Regions from separate parts of the Sus scrofa genome. Here region 1 is linked to region 2. A link is a contact called in public Hi-C data. All regions are on one chromosome and are shown on one strand. The core of a region is the stretch at or near the end of the contact, and the rest is flanking DNA. Distances in the headings are between cores, read along the strand shown.

Region 1 (6,684 bases), core at 2,689-5,188, 77 kb before region 2:
ATAAGAGCTTCTACTCCTGAAGATTCTTCTTACTGCTGTTTTCTCCGAGCCTATTGCTCGCTCCCTCAGGCTGCCTCTCTTTTCTTGGGAGTTGTGGGTAATTTGTGAGAACACACACCATTACATTAACTTGCTTTCTTTTTTATCAGACCATACCCCGATTTTCTGTTCTCCCTATCCTTTGGCCACCACTCAAGCACTTAACCTCTTTGCTGGTTACATTGTCACTAGTTAAAAATTTTGCTGTTAAAAATGTATATATTATATATTTATGGTGGATGTCAGAAGGAGTAATTCTGTGACATGGCTTCTTTGCAGAGGTTGCTGATTATCCACCGATATCCTTCATCCTTAAATAATAAATAAAAGAAAGTTCCAGTTCTAAGTGGGCTCATGGCCACCCAGCTAAAAGGTCCATTTCCCAGCTTCCCTTGTACCTGGGTGTGGCCATGTGACTGAATTCCAACCAATGGGATGTGAGCAAAAGTGATTATGCCATTTCCAGGTCATGCCCTTAAAAGGAATGAGTGTACACTTCCCTCCCCTTTTCCCTTTCTCACTGACCAGGATGCAAACATGATGGCAGGAGCTGGAGCCCCCTTGGAACCCAGGGATGGAAGTCACGTGTTGAGAATGGCAGAGATACTCTACCAGCAATGGACTGCTTACCTTTGGACCACAATGTAAGAGAGAATCAAAATTCTGTTCTGTTTAAGTCGCTATAATTTGGGGTCTTTTGACCACCTCGGTTGTACTTTAAGCGATACAGTTTCAAGTCACTACCTTTACCCAGGAGCCTGTACTGCTGCTTGAACTTATTTGTGTTTTCTTATACACAAATTTTATATGTTAAGTCTTCCATTTAAAAAATTAAACTGTTAGCTAGTGGTTTGTCTAATTTTTCTTTTTCAAAGAACCAGCTATGGCTTTATTTCTTCCAGTGTGCTTAGAGTTTTAAGGTTGTTTTTGCCATCTTTCCACTTGAATTAATTTCTAGCCATTAATGGAATTATTGGGTCACATTCTTTCCTCCTCAACATTCTTTCTGCATTGTTCCATTGTCTTACGCCATCTAAAATTTCTATAAAGAAGTCCGTGGTTAGTCTCATCTTGTTCCTCTGGGAAGACTGTCTGCTGCTTCTTCCTCGCTGTCTGTAGTAGGATGTTTTTGTTATTCCCTAAGATTCAAGAGCTTCACACGAGCTATTCTGATCTCAGTGGTTCCTTTACTCAATTTACTCAATACAGGGAATCCTGTCCGTTTGCCAGATTGAGTCTTTGTTTCATAAATGGCCTTTTCTTTTACGCTTTTGACTACGTTTTAAATTCCATTTGTTCCCTTCTCCTCAGGATTCTAGCTGCCTGTCGGATCAATATAACCATCTCACACAGCTATTATTTTCTTTCCAATTATTTCATCTCTTTTCCCTTCCTTATTGTGTTTTGTGTGATATTCTCCAACCTGTTATCCAGGGCACTGACTCAGTTTTATGTGAAATCAACTCTACTTCTTCTGGCTTCTAATGTGACTTTCAGATACTTGGTGGGGTTTCCTTCTATTTATTTCCTTTCCTTTCCAAGTCTTCTTTTCATCTAATTTTGGTATCTCTGAATTTTTGTTTTGTAGGTTCCTGTATTGTATTCAGTTTCCTTGAGACGGCAGAGAAGATTTTTTTCAAGGCATTTAGTATATTTTCTGGAATCGTTTTTCTGCTTATACAAATTCTTTCTATATATTTTTCTACGACATTCTTTGGAAGAGGAGAGTAGTATCTTACACACAGATCCCATGCTAGCCCTTTACTAAGAAATAGTGACTACTACCTGAATCCATCTGTCCTTGAGATATAATTTCTGTTTCATAGGAAATATAGTTGCTAGAGAAGCAAGCTAAACACAAGGAAATAGCCAGACAAATCTAGAAGGTGGGACATTCTGTAAGACCAATGACCCAATTGCTTCCACTAGTAAGTGTTCTAAAAAAGGGTCTGCCTGAGATTAAAACAAACTTAAGTGATTAATGATTTGGATATACCAGCTGTAAGAATAATTGCAGTTTATTGGAGAAATTTTAACATGGCCTGGAAATTAAATGAGATGAGATGAAGGTACCAAAACACAAAGGCAGAGTGTTGACTAAATAAAACAGATTATAAATAGGTTACAAAACAATTTGTACAGTATGATCTCATTTTAGTACACACATGCGTAGCTGTTACAGTGATGCTTTCTGGGAGGTAGGAATATGCTATTTGTTTTTTAACTTGTTCACATTTTATAGTATTCTACAAGCTCATGTACTGCAGCTTTTTAAGAAATAATGACATATATTTAAATGGGATAAGTTTACCATACAGATAATAAAGCTTAAGCTTCAGGATCCCTAATTACATGGGCCCCTCCAAGGCCCTAGGAGGACCTCTGGCAATTTTTTTTTCTTTTTTTTAGGGCTGATCCCACGGCATATGGAGGTTCCCAGGCTAGGGGTCCAATTGGAGCTGGAGCTGCCAGCCTACACCACAGCAATAGCAATGCCAGACCCAAGCAGTGTCCGCGACCTACACCACAGCTCACAGCACCAGATTCTTAACCCACTGAGCGAGGCCAGGATCAAACCTGAGTCCTCATAGTTCCTAGTCGGATTCATTTCTGCTGCTCCATGACGAGCACTCTGGTCCTCTAGTAATTTTCTTTTTTTTTTTCTTTTTTGTCTTTTTAGGGCCTCACCTGAGACATATGGAGGTTCCCAGGCTAGGGGTCTAATTGGAGCTGTTGCTGCTGGCCTACACCACAGTCATAGCAATGCCAGATCTTTAACCCACTGAGCGAGGCTAGGGATTGAACCTGCAACCTCATGGTTGCTAGTCGGATTCGTTTCTGCTGCGCCACAACAGGAACTCCAGGTCCTCTAGTAATTTTGTACCATAATTTTGTAGGATCTTTTAATGCTCCAGAATTTTTTTTATTGTGATAAAATATACATAATGTAAAAGTTTCTATTTTAACGTATTTTTGGATTTACAGTTCAGTGGCATTACATAACATTCACATTATCTTTTTTTTTTTTTTTTTTTTTTTTTTTTTTAGGGCTGCACCCACCGCATGTGGAAGTTCCCAGGCTAAGGGTCTAATTGGAGCTGCAGCTACCAGCCTACGCCACAGCCACAACAACGCCAGATCCGAGCCGTATCTGCGACCTACACCACAGCTCACGGCAACACTGGATCCTTAACCCACTGAGCGAGGCCAGGGATCAAACCTGGAAACCTCACGGTTCCTAGTTGGATTTGTTTCCACTGCGACATGATGGGAACTCCGCATAATATTCACATTGTTGTGTATACATCACCACCTCTGATTTCCAAGACTTGGTCATCTTTCCAAATTGAAACCCTGTACCCATTAAAGAATAACTCCTGGCATGCCCCTCCCCCCAGTCTTTTATTTGTTAAGAGTCTCCGAAACTGCATAAGCTTTAAGCTCCACAAAGCCTGGGCTCAGCTGCAGCTGACAACCAGATATTGTGGTCATTTCTGAGCAGGTTTTGAAATGATAGCTCACCTTGCCAAAGTGACTTTAGCCTCAAACCAAACGACACTCAACACAATCAAGGAGACGCTCACCAAAGCGCACATCAGTCAATATGCAAAAGTCAACAGTTGGGGCAGCACCAACATCACTGTATACACAGCAAAACAAAATCAGTGAGTTACTCATAGTACTGGAATATATATACAACTTCTTTTTTTTTTTTTTTTCTTCTTAGGGCTGCACCCGAGGCATGTGGAGGTTTCCAGGCTAGGGGTCTGGTTGGAGCTACAGCTGTCGGCCTACACCACAGCCACAGCAATGCAGGATCCAAGCTACATCTGCAACCTACACCACAGCTCAGCTCACGGTATCGCTGGATCCTTAACCCATTTAGCAAGGCCAGGGATGGAACCTGCGTCCTCATGGATGCTAGTCAGATGTGTTAACAGCTGAGCCACAATGGGAACTCCATATATTTATACAACTTTTTCCAGAAGTTATATGTTTGCCATTAAGTTCCTAACTTATTGCAAATTAACACTATTTTCTTCATTGCTTAGAATTACTGGTAAATAGTACCAGGCTTTCCTGTAAAATCAGTCCAGAAGAATAGATGGGAGTTTTTTTAAATTTTATTTTTTTAATTACTCAATGAATTTATCACACCTGTAGCTGTACGATGATCATCACAATCAAATGATAGGCATTTTATATAGATTTATTAACTAGTTTTAAGTCTGGCTCAAAATCACAGAAAAGCCTTTTTTATTTCCCTCATATTTGGAAGAAGTCTGGTGGTACAGAGGTCAGGACTAGTCTGATAACTTCATGATCCTCAAGGAACTGGAACCCTTTCATCTTGCTATGCTACCATCCTTAGCATGCCACTTCATGGCCCAATAGGGCTGCTCAAGCTCCAGCAGTCATCAGTATTCTAGCCAGAAGGAAAAAACAAGGAGTGAAAAAAGAGCCTGTCCTCTTCCCACAGTGATTCATCAGAAATTTTACCCAGCACTTGAGCTTACATCTCTTTTGCCAGAGCATAGATCTGTGGCCGTACCTAGCTGTAAGGAAGGCCAGGACATGTAATCTTTTTCCAGAAACTCATACCAACTAAAAATCAAACATTCTATTACTAAAGGGATGGAGAGAATGGACATTGAGATTGACAACTAAGTATCTGTCAAAAGGTTTTTTAAGATTCAATGTACGAGTTTTTGAGGTTTGATGGAGGCAGGTAAGAAGGAGTAGAACCTTCAAGCACCAGCTCTCACTGCTTAGCATTTTGGTTAGAGCTAAAAGCTTGATTCCTCACGATTAGCTATCTGAATGCTAAAAAACACCCCGCCCTCTACACACCACAGAAATGGGCTCAGCAGGCTTGCGTGGAAAAGAGAAAAAGTCATCTTCCATATTGCAGGGAACTTCTGAGTGTCTCCACGGCCAAACATATCCACACCTTATATCTAAGCCAATAAGCTTTACTGTTGCAGGTACGCGTCAACAATGAAAAGCATCACTTCGGAGTCTTGGTCGCCCTCACTTTTGTACTGTGTGTTGTTTGCAGGGAAATGTCCACCGCAGGATGCAGTCTCCGGCCCCATCCTTAGAGAATATTACCGTAGAGAAAACTTTCCCCACATGATAAACAAAAGGAAATGAGGAGTGTGAGTGCAGAAGTTGCTGTACCCACAAGGGAGCTGATAGAGCAGGGGTGTAATAGAATCGACCAGGAGAGGGGGCTGATAGAATCGGATAAGGAGAGCCTCAAGTTTCGGGCCTTCTCCGTGACTTGATAATGAAATACAAAAGTAAACCTCCATGCTTATCCTTTGCACATGTTGGTTGTCAAATTGCTTTTCTAAATTGATTGTGTTCGACCTTGATGGTTAATAAAGTCTGGAATTTTGTCCAAATTAGAGTAAGATTTCTCCCAGAAAGAAACTTGGATAGTGGTCAGCCTGCTTGGTTTTTTGCCTCTGACCTAACTGCCCTAAGATTCAGGCTCTGGCTTCCTCTGGCTCGGGGATGAGGCGCACTGTCTCTGTCCGAGATGGGGAAGGGCTTGTCCACCCAGCAGAGCTGCTCCTCGGGATTCTTGTCCTCTCAGCTGGCACCTTACCAAGCCAGCCTCTGGGTAAGAAACTGCCTTTTTCTACTGTTCTTTCATTTTGACCTCCTCGGGGAAATCAGGCCTGCAGAAGTTGTCAGCCAGCCATAGCAGAGCACAGAGCAGGCGCCTACAGCCCTGCAACTCCCTCCAGAATCAGCAAAGGCGATTGCAGATAAACCGGGGCAGCATGTGGGGCCCATGTGGTGCAAAGCTCAAGAGGACTGGGCTTTAAATCGACAGCAGCCCTTAAAAAACCCTTTGGGCGTAGGTTGCATTCTGCGGAAGGGAGGGTTGGAAGGCAGGGAGAGTATTTTCCTTTAGCAGCGGAAGGAGCTTCCCAATAGCCATCCTTCTTTGCTTTCTGCCTGGTTCAGTGCTTTCTCAGCAAGTTCTGGGGGAGCTGTGTCCTCAGGTCCTGAGAAGGGCTTGGGGCACGTCAGGACTTTAAACAGGCTGTAAAAGCATTTCCTTCTCTGCATTTCCCTTTCCTGCAGGCCTGCCCTGGTTTTTCATGATGTCATCCATTCATCATTGTGAGCTGATTGGCTGTCCCAGGACTTGGCCAGCTGCCCAAGGCCAGGAGGGAAGAGAGAGATCTCCGGACAAACGTGCTGCGGGCCCCTGAGCATGTGCCGAAATGTCATCAGTTCCACAAAGAAAGACTTGGAACAAATCAAAGAAGACGGTCAAAGTCACAAGATCCTATCCAACCTTCCCTTCCCTGAATGCCTGGGAAGAATTCAGGGGCCTCTTTCCTGTGGACGGGGAACCAAATCCTGGAGTGGGCCTGGGTGTGGAGGAGGGACTGCTCTGCCAGATGGTTCATTCTCCAGAATTCAGCCTGTTTCCTGAATCAGTGATGTTTGAAAGCAACTTTGTCCAGGTACTCTTGGGCGGCTCCGAATGGCACGTCTTGATTCTTCTAAATCCGTTCGCACCGTGTAACCAAACAGTCTGTCCCTGGACCTGGAGTGGAGTGACAACGGAGGCAGAGAGGAACTGAATGCAAGGCTACCCCTACCTGACCCCGAGTGGGCAGA
Region 2 (6,893 bases), core at 2,223-4,722:
AGGCATGAAATGCAAGAAGGAATGGTGAGGAAAGAAATTTTTAAATATGTTAGTGAATTTAATCAAGCATTGAAAGCCACTGTTAGTGGAGTGTGAACTGGTCCATATGCTTTACAGAAAAATTTAGTCATATCTAGTAAAGTTTAAGCTGTACAGATTCTATGAAATTCTACTTCTAGGTATCTATCTGCCTTGGAGAGGTGCTTACGTATATGCCAAGGAGGCCTGCCCAGCCCTGTCCATCACAGCACTGTGTATAATATAGAAAAATTGGAAACACCCTAAATGCCCATTAGCAGAAGAATGGATAAATAAATCATGGTATATTCAATGAAAGAGTATTCAGCAGTTAAAATTCACAAACTGTAGTTATATGAAACAGCATGGGTAAGTGAAAAAAAAGTTAGGAGAAAAAGAAAGTTTGCAAAAGAATGTGTACAGTATAACTCCATTTAAATACATATATATATATATATTTTTTTTTTTTTGTCTTTTTTCCAGGGCTGCACCCATGGCATATGGAGGGTCCCAGGCTAGGGGTCTAATCGGAGCTGTAGCCGCTGACCTACGCCACAGCCACAGCAACGCCAGATCCTTAACCCATTGAGTGAAGCCAAGGATTGAACCCGCAATCTCATTGTTCCTAGTAAGATTCGTTAACCACTGAGCTACAACGGGAACTCCAATTTAAATATATTTTTAAAACATACAAATCAGTACTTTGTTTGTGGATATATATATTTATGTAAAACTGTAAGACCATAAATAGAAGGGCTGTCTCTGAATCAAATGTGGCAAGAAATGAACAATTGTTGGATTTCAGCGGTGAGCACATGGATATTAATTTTAATGTTATTTTCTGTACTGTACTCTTTGCATCTTTAAAAGATTCCCTTTTTTTTCTTTTTAATGAGAGGATCTAGGCCTTTAGAAATAAGGGTCAAGGGGGATAAATGGCTGCATCATCCTCAGAGAAGACGATCTGCTGGGATGGGATTAGGACGGAGGCTGAGTCCTGGGTCCGGGGATTACAAGGATTAATTCAGATCATCCCCCTAAGCTGATCACCTGGCTGGGGTCCCCAGCATTCCTAGCCCTTCAAAGATACATCCTTGGACCACAGTCCACTTCCCCCCCTTTTACCTGCTAAGCCCTTTCCCTCGGCTTCCTATCTTTACTCTCACCCTCAACCCTGTACCGGTCTGGCCTAGTTTAACCACATTTGGGTCCCGAAAAAAGACTGGTTCTGGTCTCTCCTGAACACTCCCCAGATGAAGGGTGAATGGTGACCTGCACCTCTGGAGCCAGGGAGAGATTAGTCCTAATACTCCGGATCAGAGCTCCCCGAGGAAAGCTTGGACCCCCGGATGTTACAGTTGACAACTTCCTCCCTTCCATCAGCCAAGAGGTCAGCGCCCAAGGTCTACTGCTAACTGACCTTGGTAGTTCGGCCAGAACCAGGAGCTGCGCTGGGGCAGACCAGTCACTCTCCTTCTAGGATTAGACTTCATCATTCCCCAGAGCCCTACACAACACCAGCTCCTTTCCATCATCCCTGACAAACTGCCCTGCTCCCCAAGTCTGGACAGGCCTGATGTCTGCAGCAGATGTTCTGGGTGGGCTTGCTCGACAGCCTTTCTCCAGACTGGATCGCCTTGATCCCAGGCTCTGGAGGGGAGCTCAGTCCTCTGAGGAGCCAATGAAACATCTTGATCTGTGCTCACCATCTCTCGGAGCACATACCAGGCTGGAGGTATGAGAGGGAGGAAGGAGGGGAGGAGAGAGAGAGATTTATAGGCAACATTATTGGGTTTTTTTTTTTTTTTTTTTTTTTTTTTGCGTGTGTGTCTTTTGTCTTTTTAGGGCTGCACCTATGGCATATGGAGGTTCCCAGGGTAGGGGTCGAATCGGAATTGTTGCCACCAGCCTACGCCACAGCCACAGCAACGCCAGATCCCAGCTGCATCTTCGACCTACACCACAGCTCACGGCAATGCCGGATCCTTAACCCACTGAGCGAGCCCAGAGATTGAACCCACAACCTTATGGGTCCTAGCCGGATTCCTTTCCACTGCGCCACGACGGGAACTCCAATACTATTGTTAATAGGCAACACTGAACACCTTAAGTGTGGGATCATACGTTAAATGATAAGCAGAGCATTAATTAGGAGATTTAACTTCACTCATTTATTCTGTGTCAATGATTTAGATACTGGAGATACAAAAACGACTAAGGCAATTTCCTGGTCTTCCAAACACTGGGCTGACAGGAAAGTCAGAACATGACCTTGACAACCTAGAGTGACTGGTGCTGCTTAGAGGGAAGGGGGAGGGGTCGGAGCACAGCAGGAGCATCTAATGGCTTGGCTGGGTGGTGAGTCGGGAATGGCTGCCAAGAGATGACTCCCAGCTGAGTGTTTAAGGGTACGTAGGGGATGTCGAGGCAAAGAAGGGCTTCTCTCCTGAGGAATATGGAGGGCTTGTGAACTTGGGAGCCGGTGGGCGTGATCCAGACAGTATATGCCCATGACCTTGTAAGTGGATGCGCAAGAGAAGGGACTGTCCCTGGTTTAGGAATCTCCCAGTGATTTTCCAGATGTGCTGGAACCTCCGGGTTCCCAAGTGTACCCATTTCTTTCCTGGCTGAGACCTGCAGAGGCGTGAGCCCAATTGGTTCGCCAAAATCTGGCACTTGGAAGAAGTTCCTTGAAGGAGCGGTTGAGTGAAATAAGCTATCTGGGCTTTCACATCTCCCTTCTATGAGAGTGAAAATCGGCAGTGCCCACTCTAAACAGCTGCAGAGGCTAGGTGAGTAGGGGTTGTGGTTTGCAGACCACCGGGCCTGGGGCCCGGTGGGAAGGCAGGCAATGGAGAAAGGTCTTCGACACTAAGGGCTGCGTGGGGTCCCGGAGCGGCCCCTTCTAAGAAGGTCCCTGCTTGTGGCTTGGCGGAGGGCGCAAGGCCAACAGAGAGATCAAGGCCCGCAGTTGAAGTATCCTGGCTTCGGTTTCCCTCCTCCAGCCCTGGAGCAGCCCTGAGGCTGAGGCTGGCGGCCGGAGGGTCTGCGCTGACTGCCCAGGTGGAGGGTGCCGCTCAGCCGTGGGGAGCAAGGGGCGTGTGAGCATCCGCGCGTTTGGAGGAAACAGGCCAGGAGGATTTGGCTCTCCTGGTGCTTGCTTTTCCTTCCCCACCGCCGAGCAGGACCGGGCCCTGGCACTTGGCGCAGAGGGGTGCCCCCACGCAGCCGCCTCCCGGCAGGACCCACCGCCAGACCAGGGGAGCCGGTCGCTCCCTCGGCGCGGGCCTCGGGGCGTGTCTGGCGACGCGCTTGCACCGGGTCCGGGAGCTGGGGTGCAGGGCCGGCTTCCGGGCGGCGGCGGCGGCGGCGTCAGGTGGCCTGGCCAGGCCCCGCCCCCTCGGCCGGCCCGGCCTTCCTTCCCCTGCGCACCCGGCTCCGGTCCCCGGCCTGGCGGCGGCGGCGGCGGCGGCTGCTCCGGGCGGCGGCGGCGGCGCGAGCGGCCATGGAGGCGGGCGCCGGGGCCGGCGCGGGCGCCGCGGGCTGGAGCTGCCCGGGTCCAGGTCAGAGCGCCCCTCCCTCACTTCGCCACCGCCGCTCCTTCCTCTTCTCCATCTCTCCTCCCTCCAGACCCCCAGGTCCTCTCCCCCTCCGCTGCTCCCCACCTCTCCGTCCTAAGTCTTCCTCCTCCATCCTGCCCCCAGCCCGGGCTCCGGCTCCATCTTTCCGGGCTGGCTCTTCCCCACACCGGCCGCATCATCCCTGGCAGTCCCTCCCCTGAGCCCACTCCATCTGGTCTCTCCAGCCTGACGGTGCTTTTTGCCTTGGGGGCTCCAGACCCCGCACCTGCTCGGACCCTGAAGGCTTCGGAGCGCGGGGCGGAGTGGGGAGGACGAAGTCCAGTGAGAGCTGGAATGGACGGCAGCGGCCCCAGTCCAGACCCCCTTCCCGCACGCGTCCCCTCACCCCTTCCCCTTCCACCTCACCCTTTGAGCCTCTTCTCTTTGCTGGCTCCCGCCCTCTTCCATCCTTGCCTGTCCCCTCTGGGCTAAAGAGACACACACACGCCCTTTCTGTCTGTGCAAGGGAGAGGAGCACGGACTGGGGGGCAGAGAAGCTGGGCAGTGCAGGGCGGTGTCCCCGCAGGCCCGCTTGAGGGGCCACCTGGGGCGGAGAGTCGCAGCCCTGGGCAGACTGAGCCAAGTACTTCCACTGGGATGAAAAACCCCAGGGCTCCAAAGGGCTAGGAGGCATGTCCCCTCCCCTCCCCGCTGCACCCCAGCCCCCAGCCGCCCCTAGCATCCCACAGTGCCCCCTCTCTCCCTGCTTACAGGACCCACAGTGACCACTTTAGGCTCCTACGAGGTGTCTGACGGTTGTGAGAGGAAGAAAGGCCAACGCTGGGGGTCCCTGGAAAGGCGTGGAATGCAAGCCATGGAGGGTGAGTTTTCCCCAAAAGCTTTCTTTCCCTCCACCTCGTCCAGCTTCCCTCTCCTCCTTCCTCCCTCTGACCCCCAGAACTCTGAGCCAGGACACAGCCCTTCCCCAAGTTCAGCTCAGCCCCCTCCAACCCTCCTCAGGGCTCGGGCTTTGGGGAAAGTTCAGGGTACATCCCTTTGGGGTCCTAACCACCAGCTAACCAAGTTGTGTGTCCCCAGGGAGCTGCCAGAGAGAGAAAGAGGCCTCCTTGGACAGAGATTTGAAGCAGCTGTGCAGCAGGGGGTTTGTTCTCGCTGCCTCCCGACCCAGATCCCAAGCTGTCTCTTATTTTGAAAAGCCAGAGGAGTGAGCATGTGAATTGTCTTTCTGGTGTCACCACTAACTTCAAATGGAAGCCTTGTGACTTCGGTTCTCTAGGTTATCTTACTGCCTGAAAGAGGGAGCCTGGGAGAGGGGCCGGCGAGAAGGCCAAGCTCCCAACGCGCATCTCACCCTCGACACCCACACAGCTTGGCACTTGCTGCCTAAATGAGGCCCCTAGAAGGATGCTGGTCCTATTTCCAGGACTTTCTGTGTAGGGTCCCCAGGTCCCTATACACACGTCCACGCTCCAAGAGGGACGGATGAGACAAGGGGTCCCAGATAAACCTTAGGCTGTGATTATTAGACAAAGATGGACCAGAGATTGAGAATTTTAAAACAAAGCAAGCTCTTACCATCCAGGCAAGATTTTGCTATTGAGAGGAACTGCATTGCAGCAAAGGAGAGGGGTTGCTCACCAGCCAGAGGCTGGGGACCAGCACACCCCCATTTCTTAATGCATTAAAATGGCAGGCTTTCTTTTATTCACGAGGAGAATCCTTGACTTCCCCCCCAAAACTGCCTTATGGTCAGCAGGGGAAGGGGCCTCAGAACACTCAGGGAGAGGAGGGGAGACCTCCTGACACAGCAGAAAAGAAAGGTGGACCTGGCAGAAAATTTCCAAAGGGCTATTCGATAGAATGTATTTGAAAGGGGCCCCGTCTTTGTCCAGAAAAGCATTTAGAATCATTTCAGATGATTCTCTTTGGCTGTTCTCTTTCTCTACTGACTGACAGGCAACGCTTTCTTATTATGGAAGGGCTAATTTCTCACAAGCCACCTGGATCCTTGGTAAACTTAGTACAAACCCCCAAACTGTAATTCTTGTCCTGTTGGGCTTAAAGACACACCCGGTGTCTGACTCTTTCTTGACTACCCAGAGACGAGGCTGGAGGAAGCAGCTATCCTTGTGCGAGCCTCATGGGGCTCAGCCGGGCCCTTGGCTGCTCAGTGTGCCCAAAGGCAGTACTAGGAGGCCACCAGGTGCAGCACTGGTCCAGGAAGGGCCCGGGAGGGGGATGGGCTACCTCCAACCCCGACCCTCACACCTGAGGACTCGTCCCGTGTGCAGGTCCTGCCCAGAGGCTCCTTGGGGGACACCAGGTGGCACTATGATACCATCTCTGCCCTGGGACAGCATGCTAGAGGGCCCTGGAAGGACCAAGGACAGGAAGCTGGCTCTTACTCGCTGGGGGTGGGGGGTCTTTCCTAGGGGAAGTGTTACTCCCAGCCCTCTACGAGGAGGAAGAGGAGGAGGAAGAGGAAGAAGAGGGGGAAGAAGAGGATGATCAGGTGCAAAAGGGAGGAAGCGGGGGCTCCTTGTCCCTCAGTAAGCACCGGGGCCTGAGCCTCACGGAGACCGAACTGGAGGAGCTGAGGGCTCAGGTGCTGCAGCTGGTGGCAGAGCTGGAGGAGACCCGGGAACTGGCAGGGCAGCATGAGGATGACTCGCTGGAGCTGCAGGGTGAGTGCCTGTGACGGACCCCGAGGGCCGGGGCCCAAAGGCTCTGTGCTCCCTGGATCCCAGGCCTGACGCCAGCTCCCCCTTCACTGCAGGGCTCCTGGAGGATGAGCGGCTGGCCAGCGCCCAGCAGGCAGAGGTGTTCACCAAGCAGATCCAGCAGCTCCAAGGTAAATCCTGCACTCAGACTGGAGGGCCCGCCAAGTACTTTTGTCTTGAGGGCTTGGCGGAGGCACGCAGACCAATAGGACCGAAATCAGTACGTTCCCCTCATTTTCTTCTACTGTGCTTGCCCTGCTCCTATCTCTCCAGCCTCCTCTTTATTTATTAATTTTTATTTTATTTTATTTTTTGCTTTTTTAGGGCCATACCCGTGGCATATGGAGGGTCCCAGGCTAGGGGTCGAATCGGAGCTGTAGCTGCCAGCCTATGCCAGAGTCACAGCAACGTGGGATCCAACCCGCATCTGCGACCTACACCACAGCCCACAGCAACGCCGGATCCTTCAGTCTCCTGTTTAGCTCATTTCCTTTCTTCGTGCCTCTCCAACTGGCTCTTCTGTGCCCCCCCTTCTTGCCCTCCCATTTCACACCCCTTCCCTGCAGCTCTTTTT

What was found. Hi-C and Micro-C count contacts between places; a contact is called where the count stands out from the background.
Region 1: a contact with region 2 is called in a Hi-C map of retroperitoneal adipose tissue, with 1.6 times the contacts expected there. The contact joins the promoter of FAM71F1 here to the promoter of CCDC136 in region 2. A contact is called at or near these places in 1 of 5 promoter capture datasets (liver), 6 of 47 Hi-C or Micro-C datasets (embryonic fibroblasts, liver, retroperitoneal adipose tissue and 2 more) and 1 of 2 datasets of contacts at active chromatin or transcription factors (alveolar macrophages).

Annotation. Positions count from the first base shown.
Region 1 is chr18:19,897,970-19,904,653 of Sscrofa11.1, reverse strand. It overlaps FAM71F1 (protein FAM71F1), which reads left to right and starts at 3,938. Exons shown (of 8, transcript XM_021078814.1): 1 at 3,938-5,668; 2 at 6,139-6,527. The coding sequence starts at 6,282.
Region 2 is chr18:19,820,322-19,827,214 of Sscrofa11.1, reverse strand. CCDC136 (coiled-coil domain-containing protein 136) reads left to right here and starts at 3,472. Exons shown (of 10, transcript XM_013990821.2): 1 at 3,472-3,581; 2 at 4,352-4,459; 3 at 6,032-6,283; 4 at 6,376-6,450. The coding sequence starts at 3,524.